2 separate regions of the Columba livia genome follow, and region 1 is linked to region 2. The links are chromatin contacts, called in public Hi-C maps. All regions are on one chromosome and are shown on one strand. Each heading gives the region's core, a stretch centred on a gene start, on an enhancer-like site or on the middle of the called end of the contact. The rest is flanking DNA. Distances are from core to core; before and after follow the strand shown. Region 1 holds the start of TCF7L2 (transcription factor 7 like 2). Region 2 overlaps TCF7L2 (transcription factor 7 like 2).

The links. A called contact is a pair of places that touch in the nucleus more often than the background predicts.
Region 1: a Hi-C map of liver shows a contact between it and region 2, with 1.5 times the contacts expected there. The contact joins the promoter of TCF7L2 here to the enhancer-like site in region 2. A contact is called at or near these places in 2 of 2 Hi-C or Micro-C datasets (crop and liver).

Annotation. Positions count from the first base shown.
Region 1 is chr6:9,931,935-9,938,138 of bColLiv1.pat.W.v2, forward strand. It overlaps TCF7L2 (transcription factor 7 like 2), which reads right to left and starts at 1,330. Exons shown (of 13, transcript XM_065066995.1): 1 at 418-1,330; 2 at 19-85. The coding sequence starts at 606.
Region 2 is chr6:9,853,609-9,860,025 of bColLiv1.pat.W.v2, forward strand. The region is part of intron 3 of TCF7L2 (transcription factor 7 like 2); the gene reads right to left. Among named protein-coding and RNA genes, the nearest start is that of TCF7L2, 76 kb to the right of the region's middle. Within about 2 kb of position 4,608, at least 3 of the 3 cell types and tissues checked have an H3K27ac peak away from gene starts, as active enhancers do.

The DNA.
Region 1 (6,204 bases), core at 80-2,579, 75 kb after region 2:
CGGGCCTGCCGTACTCACCTTCCTCTAAACTTTCCCGGGATTTATCTCTGAAAGTTTCGGACCGAGGCGGGGGCCGCCGCTCCGCCTGGGAGCGAGCCGGGGGTCGGCGTGGGGCAGTTGGGGATGGGGGTGGTGGGGTGTTTGGGTTTTTTTTTGGGGGGGGGGGGGAATGGAAGGGAGGAGAGGAGGAATAAAAGGCGAAGAAGGGGAAAGGTGCGGGGAGAAGGGTTGGAAGGAGAAACAAACAGAACAAAACAGAAGGCATCGTTACAAGTTGGTGCCGCGGAGGAAAGTTGGGCGCCGGCGGGAGCGGGACCCGGCGCGGCGCCCCCGGCCCCGGCCGCGGCCCCGGGCAGGCAGCGCGGCCCCCGCCCGCCCGCCGCCCCGAAACGGCCCCGCGGGGGGCTTCCCCCGTACCTCCGAGTCTGAGGAGCTGTTTTGATTCGTTTCTGATTCATTGACGAGAGACGACTTGACATCAGCTAAATCCCTCTCCGCCGAGGAGTTCTCGGAGATCTTCTCCTCCTGCTCCCCTTCGTCTTTGAAAGAGATCAGTTCATCGTTGGCGCCCAGGTCGTCCCCTCCACCGCCGTTCAGCTGCGGCATTTTCCTCCTGGCTCACCCCACCAGCAGCAATTTTGCAAAAAGGGGAAGGGGGGAAAAAAGAAGAAAAAAAAAAAAAAAAAAAGAGGGGAATGGGGGGAAAAAGGAAAAAAGAAGAGGGGAGGGGGGGGAAAGTTTGCACCAAAAAAAGAAGAGTCCAAGGTGAAAGTTTCTTTTTTTTCCCCTTCTCTTTCCTCCTGGGGAGGGGAAAAGAGGGAGGAGGAGGGGAGGGAAATGTCTCTTCTTTGCTCCTTTGCACCAGTGACTTTAGGCTTCTTCCTTTCCTTCTTCGGGATTTTCTCTTTCTTTCTTCCAGGGAGCTGGTCGGCGTGCACTGCGCGCACGCACTCGCACCCGCGCACGCACTCGCGAAAAAATTAATAATAATAAAAAATATTTAACGGGGGGGAGGGGGGGACGCAGGAGAAAAAAAAAATAATGCAACAAACAAACCCAAGAAGTCAGCTGTAACGGGGGGGCAGCCGCCGCGGATATTGGGAGCCTGTGCCGCTCGGGTTTGAGTGAGTTGAAGTTGGACTGAGAGCTTTTCAGTTCAAAGGCGGCGCTGATTGACAGATAGAAAAAGGGGGATCGAAATCCGGAGGAACGGAGAAGTCTGGGATCCGGGATTATTGACAGGGAGCGAGAAACACACCAGGCACTTAATGAGATGCAGGAGGGGGCGGGGGCTCCCCGGTGACGTCTGCATAAATAAACAGGTCTGGGGCGCGGGAGGGGGAGGAGGAGGGTGGGGGAAGTAGGAAACTAACAATGATCCTTTTTGGCATGGGAGCGGGAGGGCGAGGGGAGGGGGGCAGGCTGCGGGGGGGCCGCTGGGGGAGGCGGGACACAAAACGGGGGCGGGGGGGGTGCAAAAAAAAAAAAAAAAAAAGAAATATAAAAAAATGTGCACTGTAGCCCTGAGCTGCAGGGCGGGGGAAGTGAGGGGAAAAGCACCCAAACGAGTGCCCCAGCCCCCGGTCCTTGGAAAGCACTAACTTTTACATACAGGGTATTAATAACCGTCTCATCTCCGTGCAGCCCATATTCTTCTGAAGGATGTGTGCCCTTATTATTTGTGTACATGTGACTACGGGGTGGTTGGTTGTTTTTTTTGTTGTTTGTTTTTTTTTTTTTTTTAAACCGTTAACATTTTTCTTGCCACTCGTTGGAGCTAAGAAACTCCAATCATAATAAACACTATAATAAAAAGCCTTTTTTTAAGCGGCACTTGCGCCTTGCATTTATTATGGTTATAACACGCAGGATGAAAATGTGCGAGATCACTCGCTGAAGATCAGATGTTTCCAAATTATCTAATAGTAAGGCATAATATTTTTTGGTCCTTGATGTAAAAAAAAAAAAAAGAAAAAGAGGAGGAGAAGGAATGTGACTGCTAAGAAGTTAATTAGCATGGCAGGACGGAGAATCAAGGACTCCCAGACTTCAGAAGTGAAAAGTTGTGGTGGTGGCGTGAACATCACGCTGGGGGAAATCAAAGTGAAAGTGGGTTGATCCCGGCAGCGGGGGAAGCCGGGGGAGGGGGGGGTCCGTCCCGGGCGGCCCCGGGTTCCCAAGGCTGCGGGGGCAGCGGAGCCGCCCGCCCCCAGCCCGGGCGAGGGGGCTGCACCGCTCCGGGGCTGCGACCAGCGCTGGGGGAAAGTCAGCAGGAAAAGAGCTCTCTGCCTGCACAGCAACAAAATGGGGAGCAGAATAATGCAGATGCAAGAAATGGCATCTGTTCCCCGAATATAATGTGGTGAGGGGAAGGGGAAAACAAATTGATCTTCCAGCGGTGACAAATTGTAACAATGGGGGAGTCAATTGGAAACTTTAACATGGGCGAGGAACAAAAGGAGGGGAGCGGCGTGGGGGGGAGAGACAGTAATTTCAATGGGAATTAGTAAATTGCCTAATGGAAATGGTGTTAGAAAGCAAGGGACAGGCTGTGCTAAATAATCCAAACATTCCTCCAGAAATCTAACCTGCTGCTCATGCTAAGGGCCATTCGGCACATAGGCTTTCCAAAACAAAGCCAATTTGTCATGCAATATTTAGAGAGTTTGGGGGTTTCAGCTAAACTGTCTTCTATAAAAAGAATAATAAAAACAATAATACAGAGATCGACAAGGCTAACATGAATTCTCAGGCATTAAAAAGTTCACATGGAAATTTGCATACTAAAGGGAAAGATGCAGACAAAATAGAAATAAAAAAAATCACTGCAACTTACAACTTTAATATTAATCAGTAAAGCAGAAGTAGAGTGAAAGGAAGCATGAAAAGAAGTAAAACAAATGTGTACATTTAATCAGACAGGATTGCATAGGACACAAAGAACAGGGCTAATTAGTCTCAGCAGGTAGGGACTAACCTTCAGACTTCATAAATAAATAAGTCTGTGAACAATGTCTAAGTGGGAATATGGAGACAGAAAAGGGATTATTTCAAGACACCAAGTAAAAACATGAAGAATTAAATTCTTCACTGTTAACTCAATGTACAAATGCATTAAACTGTTTCTTTTTCCACTGGTCTTTTGGCTAACTTGCTTTTTGCTTGGGAAGATTTTACTAAATAACTGTCTGTGGGCATACACACTCCCCATTTGCCCCGATTATGTACTCACTGTCTTTGCTGACTAATGCCTTGCAGTGACACCTTAACAAATATTCTTCATTTTCGTTTGCCTTTTGATTTTTAAAATGCCTTTATATCCCAGAACAACATGAGATTAGAAATACAAATGTGACAGACTCCTGTTTATTTTGCAGGGCCATGTGTTATAATTTGATCCAAATGAACAAAAACAGTTGCACAGTTTTGTTTTGTTTTTCAAAGATCTTTTTACAATCTGCGGTGGTGTTGTTTGTTGGGTTTTTTTTAAAAAACAAGTACACTTTTGCTTCAGCCCCTATGTTGCTAACTGCTTATTAAGCATCATCAAAAGTTGGTGTTCAAGACAGGCCCAGTCCTTGCCCAAAGCTGGTTGCAGAAGGAACCGATTCTGTAGAGCCTCACGCATGTGAGTAACATTTCTGACAGCCTATTCATGAGGGTGGTGACACACCTGAACTACTCACGCACGTAATGTTACTCACATGAGTACATGTTGGTAGAAGGGAGCTCCGTGTTGGTGGTCCCAGGTACAGAAGTTGGCTCTGGTGGCTTCTGTCTGGAAGGACGAGGGGCTGTGCCCCAGCTGTGGAAGGCGTTGCCTGTGCACGTTTGCACAGCTGGAATTTTGCCACTGCAGTGGACTCGGAGCCCCATGAAGGGCTGGGAAACTGCTTCCTAGCTTTCACGGCAACATCAAGTTTTTCCCAGTGCAAGCTTCTAGGGTTTTGTTTTCAAGCTACAGCTTATAACAAGCTTGATTTTGAAGTCCAAGTATTGTCGATGAATACTAAACTGACTTGGTTTAAGTAAAATAGTATAAGTCACTTATGGTAGCTTCTGCGTATTCTTTGTATCATTTTCCTTTATGTGACAGTTCTTGTTACATGCTTGAGGAAGTGAGAACTTTCCAGGGGTCAATAGCACCTGTTGAGTTGCAGGTTCTCAGGTGGTACCTTAGATTAAAAAGTATAGTGTTTAACAATGAAAGAAACACAATATTAACAAAAAAAAAAAAAAATCAAGCTAATCCACTGCATGAAACATGATTGGATACCCAATTTCAAGCAACAGCTGGGGAGACAAAAGCAGGTGCTCCAAGCTGAGCCTTCAAGACATGTTGGCTTTCTTGTCAAAGCTGACCTCTAGCACAGACGAAGAAGTGGAAGTGCCTCTCTCCAAGCTTTTGTAACTCTCACATCTTGTTGCAATATACCTAAATGCTGAACAATGGGGTTTAGTTCCCAACAGTGGTGTCGCCATTTTCCACTTCAGCACAACATTTTGATCCCAAGAATCCTGCAGAGTCTCGAGAACAGCAATGATGAAAAAGCATGTGAGGTTTGCCTGCCAGTTCACGTTGCAGTAAACTAGGGAGGGAAGAGTCTGACCAGGGGCAGCCAAGGAAATTTATTGTTTTATGAAAAATGCTTTGGAATCCTTAATGTCTCACCAGAGGCCCAAGTCTATATTGGAGAAATATGGTCTGCTAACTGCCAGCTGGATTGCCTGGCTAATGTTTATATATCTGGGCTGAGTCATCAATTTTCATGGTCTTCTCAAAAAGGTCCCAATGTAGGTTGCAGTATGTAAAATGCAAGTTATTTGTTTTGGAAAGATAAAAGGACTTTGGTTGACCAGGCTGGGATTTGAGTCTACAGCTCAGAGGAGTCTGTATGTTTACAAATAATCTTGGATCATTAAATCTGCTCTGAATGTCAAAAAAAATTTCAATATTGAAAAGCTTCCAGTAACACAAAGTAAATACATCTGCCCAGTGTCTTACCAGTTATGGCTCTTCCCAAGTTAGCAAAGAGGGGAATTTTTTTCTAGGGCAGACAAGATGACAGCCTGAAAACACAGAAACTATGGCTCCTTTCTGCAGTCATTTGCATCAACCAAAACAAGCACATGTGAAAATTCAAGGAAGCTATCAAGTGGGAAAATATCGACAAACAACCAGATCGTGGTGCTACTGCTAGATTTCTTTGTGGCTTTAGATTTCACATGTACTGACAAGGTCACAGTGTGTTCGAGCAATAGGTGTGGGCTTTCTATCTGCACTTGATGGAGAAACATCGGAAAATTAGGTACCAAAAAACGTTGTGCCTTGTTTGTTTTCAACCTCATAACACAGCCTAATGTCTCTCAATCTACACTCTGCTTCCCAAGTCGTGGTTATGGCTCAGTAGGAACATAACTCCCTTTTAGCACCTAAACCACAGCTGTACCTCTTGCTTTTGTTAGAGATAATTCTGTCTAATAATAAAATGGTTAATGGGTAGAAATATGCATTCATGCAGGGATTATTCACACTTTATCATGAGGTGATATCAAGCACTATAGGAGTGACTGACAAGGAATAAGCTTCTGAAATACAGAACCCTCCATAAATATACCATTTTTATTGACAACATGTCTTTTAACCCTAATAGTAATGGAAGAAATCCAATAAATGAAACATTTACTGCACAACTTGCCTTATTTTTGGGTGGTGTCTGATTCCTTTCTAGCTGTCTCTAGAAGATGTTTTTAGCCTAATTTGCTCCCTAGAAATTTCACTTGCTAGAGTTATACATCTATGACGTTTTATTGCCTGAAGCCAAGTCTGAATAAGAACTTTCTTAAGATATACTTATCCTAATGCCAGTCTACAAGAACTGGGCTACTTTAGTTTGATTTATTTGTGCAACAGAGATACATGCACACCTATACGGCTGTCCATTGCCTCAGACTGGCTCTAATATTCCAAACAGAAACAAATAAATAAAACCAGCAAGTTTAGCCATGTTTAGTTATAAATAGACACTCTTAAAATAATCACACTTAGATTTGTATTTACATGTCTCTGTTTTCCAAACCAACCAAAACACTAGTCCATTACATTTACAAAACACTCTCATTTCACAGGAAAGGACTTGAGAGTAGGTGTCTGTATGTATATGTTCACAGGCAAACATCAAACACTAGTCAGATGCAGTATGT
Region 2 (6,417 bases), core at 3,358-5,857:
TGAAAAACATAAATCAATCTAGAATACACAAATGAAATTTTAAAGGAGAATATCTATTCTAGATCAAATACAGATGCAGAACCCACAACTTCAGATTAACAGCATCTTCCCAGTTTAGCTTAATCTACTTTGAAAGCAAATCTACTCTGTGCTTGGCAAAGGCACTCTTATTGTCCAACAACAGCATCTTCACGCAGGAGCTACCACGAAGTAGCTCCTGGAGAGCAAACCCATGTGTAGATGAGGTATTGCTTCCCACAGACCAGAGCCTCTCGCTGTGCCTACACACCCTGAAAGCTACAAAAAATTGCTGATACAGAAGGGCTGCTTTGCTTCACCCCATAGATCAGTCCTTCCCAGTGCTGGGTTATGCAGCTACTCACAGCCTCCCCAGCACAATGAGACGCCACCATTACCTGAACTGTATTTTACAGTCTGGATTTTTCTCCACTGAAGGCAACTTTTCTGCCTTTTGGAAGGGTCTGTAAATTATCCTCTTAGTCTATGTTAAAATAAACAGAAGCAATCAGCATTGTCTCCAGGCAGGACCTTCCCAGCACATCTCGAAAGGCTTTGCACAAAGTTTCCAGCACTTGACAAGGAGCATCTCACGGGGGCAACGCACTCCAGCTTATTGCACAATGACAGCAAGTGCCAGGAAAACTCCAAGTCTAATCTGAGAGCTGACACTGACTCATTGTGTGGGCTTGGGCAAACCACTTAACCTCTCCGCATCTCAGCTTTTCTGCCCATAAATGAGGGTAATAATACCAAGCTCCGTCTTCCCCCCAGGGACTGATAGGGAGCCTTGGGTTTGTACGGCACTTTGGAAACATGAAGTGCTACATAAGTGCTAAGTACCATTATCGAGAACTTCCACTATCACCTTCGCATGCGGGTGCAGCCGATGCTGGTGAGAAGTGGCCCACAGGAAAGACTCCAGCCAAACTGAACATACATGTTTACCCTGAGGTTTCACCAGGAAAACGTTCCAGCAGCAAAATGGAGATATAAAGTTCCTTTGTCTCAGAAGCAGGAGAGATTTCTAGTACAGCTTTTACCCAGTGCAAGGGCAGTGCAGAGCCGTACAGACCATTCACCCCTTTGGATGGGTACAGCTCTCCTGTTGACAGCACAAGGGGAAGGAGAGTGCCTCACTTCAGTGACTGTATCTCAAATCTGCGGCAGGTCTCCATCACGCCTCCAAACGCCCAACCAGAAAAACAGGAGAGTTTCTCCGAGCTCCTCTGTGAAACACCATCACGTGCCCCTATCTACCTGGGCTGGGTCAACATGCACAAGAGAAGCATGGCAATGAGAAGTATCCAAACCCTTACACCATCCAGTACATGCTTGATCCCCAAGTCAGGCAAGCAACATCCAACTCTCACAAAGCGTGATGTAGCTCCTTCCTTGCTTTGCTAGTTTCCTGACCTCTACAAGCTGGATTCAGGTCCTGCAAGGTGAAGGGACATGAGATGCCCAAGCTCCACAGGCTCCTCCAGGCATGTCCTAGAGCGAGGGTGGGAGACAAAGCAGAGCAGATGATCCACTGCTTATGCTTCACCAAAACTTTAATAACATAAGGTTTGTTGAAGATGCCGTTCATCCCGGACAGTTGAGCTGGAGCCTTGAAGGGTTATAGACACCACGCATACCTACAAAGAGCATTTTCTCCTCAGTGTCCCCTCCTCTTCCCATGTACGAGTACACCTACACTAGAAAATTAACTCGTTGCTAATTGGGATATCCAAGAAAAGGTGGCCCTGAAAACTACTGGTGGCAACTAAACAAATATGCAGATGGGCTGTATGGCTGTATAGGGGACAGCTCATTAACATGTTCTGCAATGGCACTAAAAATAGTATTGTTTCACCTGAAATGGTAGTTAGGCCTTTCTAGGAGATGGGGAGAAGCAGGGAAGCTGAGATCTCTTGTAGGCTGTTATTACCAGTAATGAGTTTATCTTCAAATCAAATTTGACTGTTATTCGTGACTAAAGAGGAGTGGAAATTTCAAAACAGTCCTAAGAAAACACTTTGAAATACTGATTTCTTTCCTTCTCTGTTTATATAACGCACAAGACCAAGGCAACCCAAGCTAGATTAGCTTTACACAGCACTCTGTAAGAAATAAGCAAAATTCATTAACTGACAAATTTAACCACTTTCTGTGACTACACCAGCAAACGAATTCAGTGGTAAGGATACTTGCCAAGACAGTGAATTTTATGCAAGTACTGGAGAATCCTCATGGAAAATAAACTTTCATTAATTAAAGAATATCATTTGCTGTTCATTGCAGGGAACGGAAACCCACCACATGTTCCCCATCTCTGCTCAGAGAAGCTCCAACACCAAACGGCTCGTGGATGATCTCCAAGGCAAAGCGCTGAGATCAGTGCATGAGTAACCAAGTTTCAAGAAAAATCACGATCTCCTCAGTGATCCTTAACTAACAGGAAGAGCAATTCATTTCGCCGCACGAACGATTAATTATAAATTATTAAATCCAGCTCCACTCAGGATACTTACCCGGGGAACCAACTGCTCCGACATGTCAACAACTTTTGTTTTCTAAATCTCTGAAACAAGTATCAGTTCAGAACGCATGTGGAGCCAAATTTTCCACAGAGAATTTGCTCTGCGCTTTCAGTGTGCAGTATCTCCAGCCCAGGCCAGACTTTGAGAGGGGCAGCAACTCGCTCTTCCCTGATCTTTGGTGACAGCCTTTCCCAAAGAGGACACTGCAATTATTTTTATCCTCTTGCCCTCTCTCCCATCTGTGCAAAACACACAGGGAAGCATCTGGAGAGCAACAGCTTATGCTCTCCTGTGTAATAAGGATGGGGATAGTATCTCCCAAGCAGGAATTTGGGAAGAAACCTGCCCATGGCACAAGTTCTGCGGTGCTGGTGGAGGAATGATCTCCCCGGGCTGCTCCCAGCAGCAGCAGGCAGGGGACGGGGGGCAGGGGAAGGAGAAATTGTGAAAGCGGGAGAAAGTGCAGGGCTGCGAACATGCACCCGAACAGAAAGCAGCTGGAGGATGCGCGGATACGAAAATGGGATACATTATTATTCCATAAATTAAGCTAAAGCAACCTCAGCACATCCCAGACCTTTAATACCGGGCTGCTGCACACCAAGAGAGCTGGCTTCCAGCCCACAAAATGTTTCAACTTCACTCAACTGAGGCAAGACCCACATTTTATTAAAACAGGTTTATCTTCCTGCAACTAAACCTCAACAGCTTTTGCGCCCTGAAGAAGCAACTTTGGTTTGCCATCTCGCTCTCCTCCCCCACCCCAGCCCACAACAAAACACACATTGAAAATCTGATGAGTAAAGAATTACCAGTTACTGCCTTCTGAACCTTGCCCATCTAGGGCTGGTATGCAACAAGTTTCAGTGTTTGTTTTTATAATAAATGAAGCAAAAGTATGATGAGACAACTGTGTTCCTCGCCTCTGCTCTGCCTTTTTTGAAGATGGCATTTTGTTTTGAGACTTAAGCAAAACTGTAAAGCGGTTAATAGAAAAAAAGGGGCATTCTCTATCTCACATTTCAGCCTGTTCGAAATAATCCAGACAGCCTTGAAATATCCAAGCTTGCCTGTCAGCCATGTAATGATGAAATACAAATAAAAATTAAAATGTAATCCCCACACATTTTCCCTACTTCTTATAAATCTACCGGTCTGCCCCATAATGTCACTTGTCCTGATAAAACGCAAAAAAAAAAAAGCAAAAATCAAAAAAACAATCCATGCAGTTTTCCAGGCAAGCAGCAAAACCTAGACAAAATTAAAGAAGCGTAAAGCCCAACTTGAACAGCAGACAAGTATGCGGAGAACAGCGTGACCTTTCCTTATCACCCACTGACATGCTTAATCGTTTTCAAACAAAAAAATGCTCTTTTTCGTCCACTTCTTCGTTCTGCGAGCACCTTCAGTGCTTGTGTGGCCGGTAAAGAGTTAAATCTCCCACTATCCCCTGCTGCCTGCGAAAAATCACGGAAACAATTGAGACATTGTCCAGTGAACAAGACTCCCAGGGACTGACATTTTTGTTTATGTCCCAGTTCTCAGCCTGTCAATTTTCACTCCCAACGTTAAAAGCCCGGCTTGCCCCAATACAGTCTGCCCTCGGCTGAAAAGGCTCCACTTCATTTATTTTATTAAAGCTATGGCGTGTTTATGATTCAGAGCGCTCCCCATCCGAGGACCTGTTGGTCCCATCCCCCTGCCTTCCCCGCTGCCCTGCAACAGCGGCTTCCTAACTCCACAGAGGCTTTGCAATGTCTTTTGCAGAGCCGCTGCTGAGAAAATAACTATGCTTAGGTTAAATACTCATGTTCGCATTTTGCGGGGGTATGAAATACGTAATATTGTACTCTAGTCCCTTAAAATAGCTTTTGATTATTAACCGGGCTAGGGAAAGGGAAAGAGTAAAGGGGAAGGGAAGGGGATAGTAAGCTGGTGTGGCAGGAACTTTAAAAAGAAATTAAAAAAGAAAAAGAAAAAAACCACACCCGCTCCCAATACCCAGCAGCAAACTAGAAAATACGTGTAATGGAGTAAAACAAACATCTTGGAGCAAAGCAGCGTTTTCTCGCTCTGCGGCTGCATTTCCTGCCTGCGTTTTCATAACGACCAGAGCATCAGGCCCAAAACACATCCCTCTCCTTCACCCCCGCCGTCCTCTCCCCCCAATTCCCAGCACTTTTTTTTTTCCCTCTCTTTTTCGTTACGCTCTCAATACTTTATCTCCATGAAAAGCACACACAGCGGTCACCAGCGTTTCCTGTTTGCCGAGTGTGCTTTAACTATATCACACCCACCGCCGCTGCGCTGGAATGCACAGCATATGGCATTGTGAAAGGGTTTACTGTCGAATAATGGCAGCAATGCAGTCCTGCTGGTTTATATCAAACCCTGTCACTCTCTTCACGGAGGTCTCTCTCGCGCTCTCCGAGAGGCGAGGTAAAACACACACACACATATACACGCACGCTACTCGGAGTTTCACGTCAGACCTCAGCAGCTCGTCTGGATCCAGACCTGCTAACTCAAGGCAAGGAAAGCTGCAACTTGTAAAGCCGAGACTTGCAGTCACTCGTGATTTGGTTTGAATCTTAGTCCCCATAACATCTGCAGGATCTTTTTACAGGCAGACGAAGGGGCTGTTAAGAAGTTTTTAGCTCATCACTGCGATTCCTACGGGCAGAGCCAGAGCACGGCTACGTGCCAGGACCCTCTTCTCCAGGGCGGCAGGGCTGACAGCCCGAGCAACGGCCTGATCTCCAACCCAGAGCGCAGCTTCATCTTCCCCTGCTTTCAAAAACCCACACCAATATATTTGGTTATGAAAACATCCATGCAAAAGCCAAACATACACCACCACCTTTCACTCTGGGTCAAAATTTCAAAATAACATTTAATTGCTGGCAGGATTTCGTTTGTTTTTATTGCTGTTGTTTGGGTTGGGTTTTTTATGTTTTGGTTTTGGTGTGGAGTTTTTTGATTTTATTGCTGTTGGTTTGTTTTACGTTTTGGTGTGGAGGTTTTTTTTGGGGTTTTTTTTTGTTTGTTTGGTTTTTTTAAGCAAGAAAAGGACTAACAAATAAATATATAAACAAACTGCTGCTTCCACTGCACTCAGGTTTGGCTGAGGTGCTCACAAAGGTTACACTTCAAAGTGCTTTTTGTGCAGATCTTGAAATGCCGTCCCATGCCCACATGCATTCGGCCAACAGGCGCTGAAAGGAGTAGCAATACTTTTAAAGCCCATTGAAATGCATCCATCCACCCTCTCTTCATAAAAGGAAGCCTTACTTAACTGGCATTTATTATTGCTGAACTAGGGTTGAAAGTTCAGTGTCCTTATAGACCAAAATTATCAAGATTTCTGAGTTTGCAGCCCACGTTTAAGTCCTAATGAGCTACTGTACACTCACTACTATTAACTCTTTGATGTCAGGAACCCATGTTGCTCTTTTAAACATCTCAAAGATGTCCAAGAGAAAAAGTGCTGAAGGACAGGTGAGCAATTGGGGTTTTGTTGTTGTTGTTGTTCCAGGTTTTTTGTTGGTTTTTTATTTTCTTTTTACCTTTAGTCCTCTCCAGCAGAACATGCAAAGACAACTACAGCACTAAATATGCATGTCAAAGACAGGCTGGCCTACCAATTTGGACTGTGAACTCTGAGTCAGGGGATCTGTACATCACTCCCAGCTTTGCCATGATCCGATATGCAGAACACATCACCTTGCCGGGAGAGGGATGTGATCACACGGTGCCCGTCATGCCACATGTGTACAGCAACTGATCCGCTGCCGTTCCCTGCACTGCACAGACCTCGTCTCTCCTGGACCTGAGCTCTTCAGAGTGGGGAGAACCTGCTTCTCTGAGAGTAGCT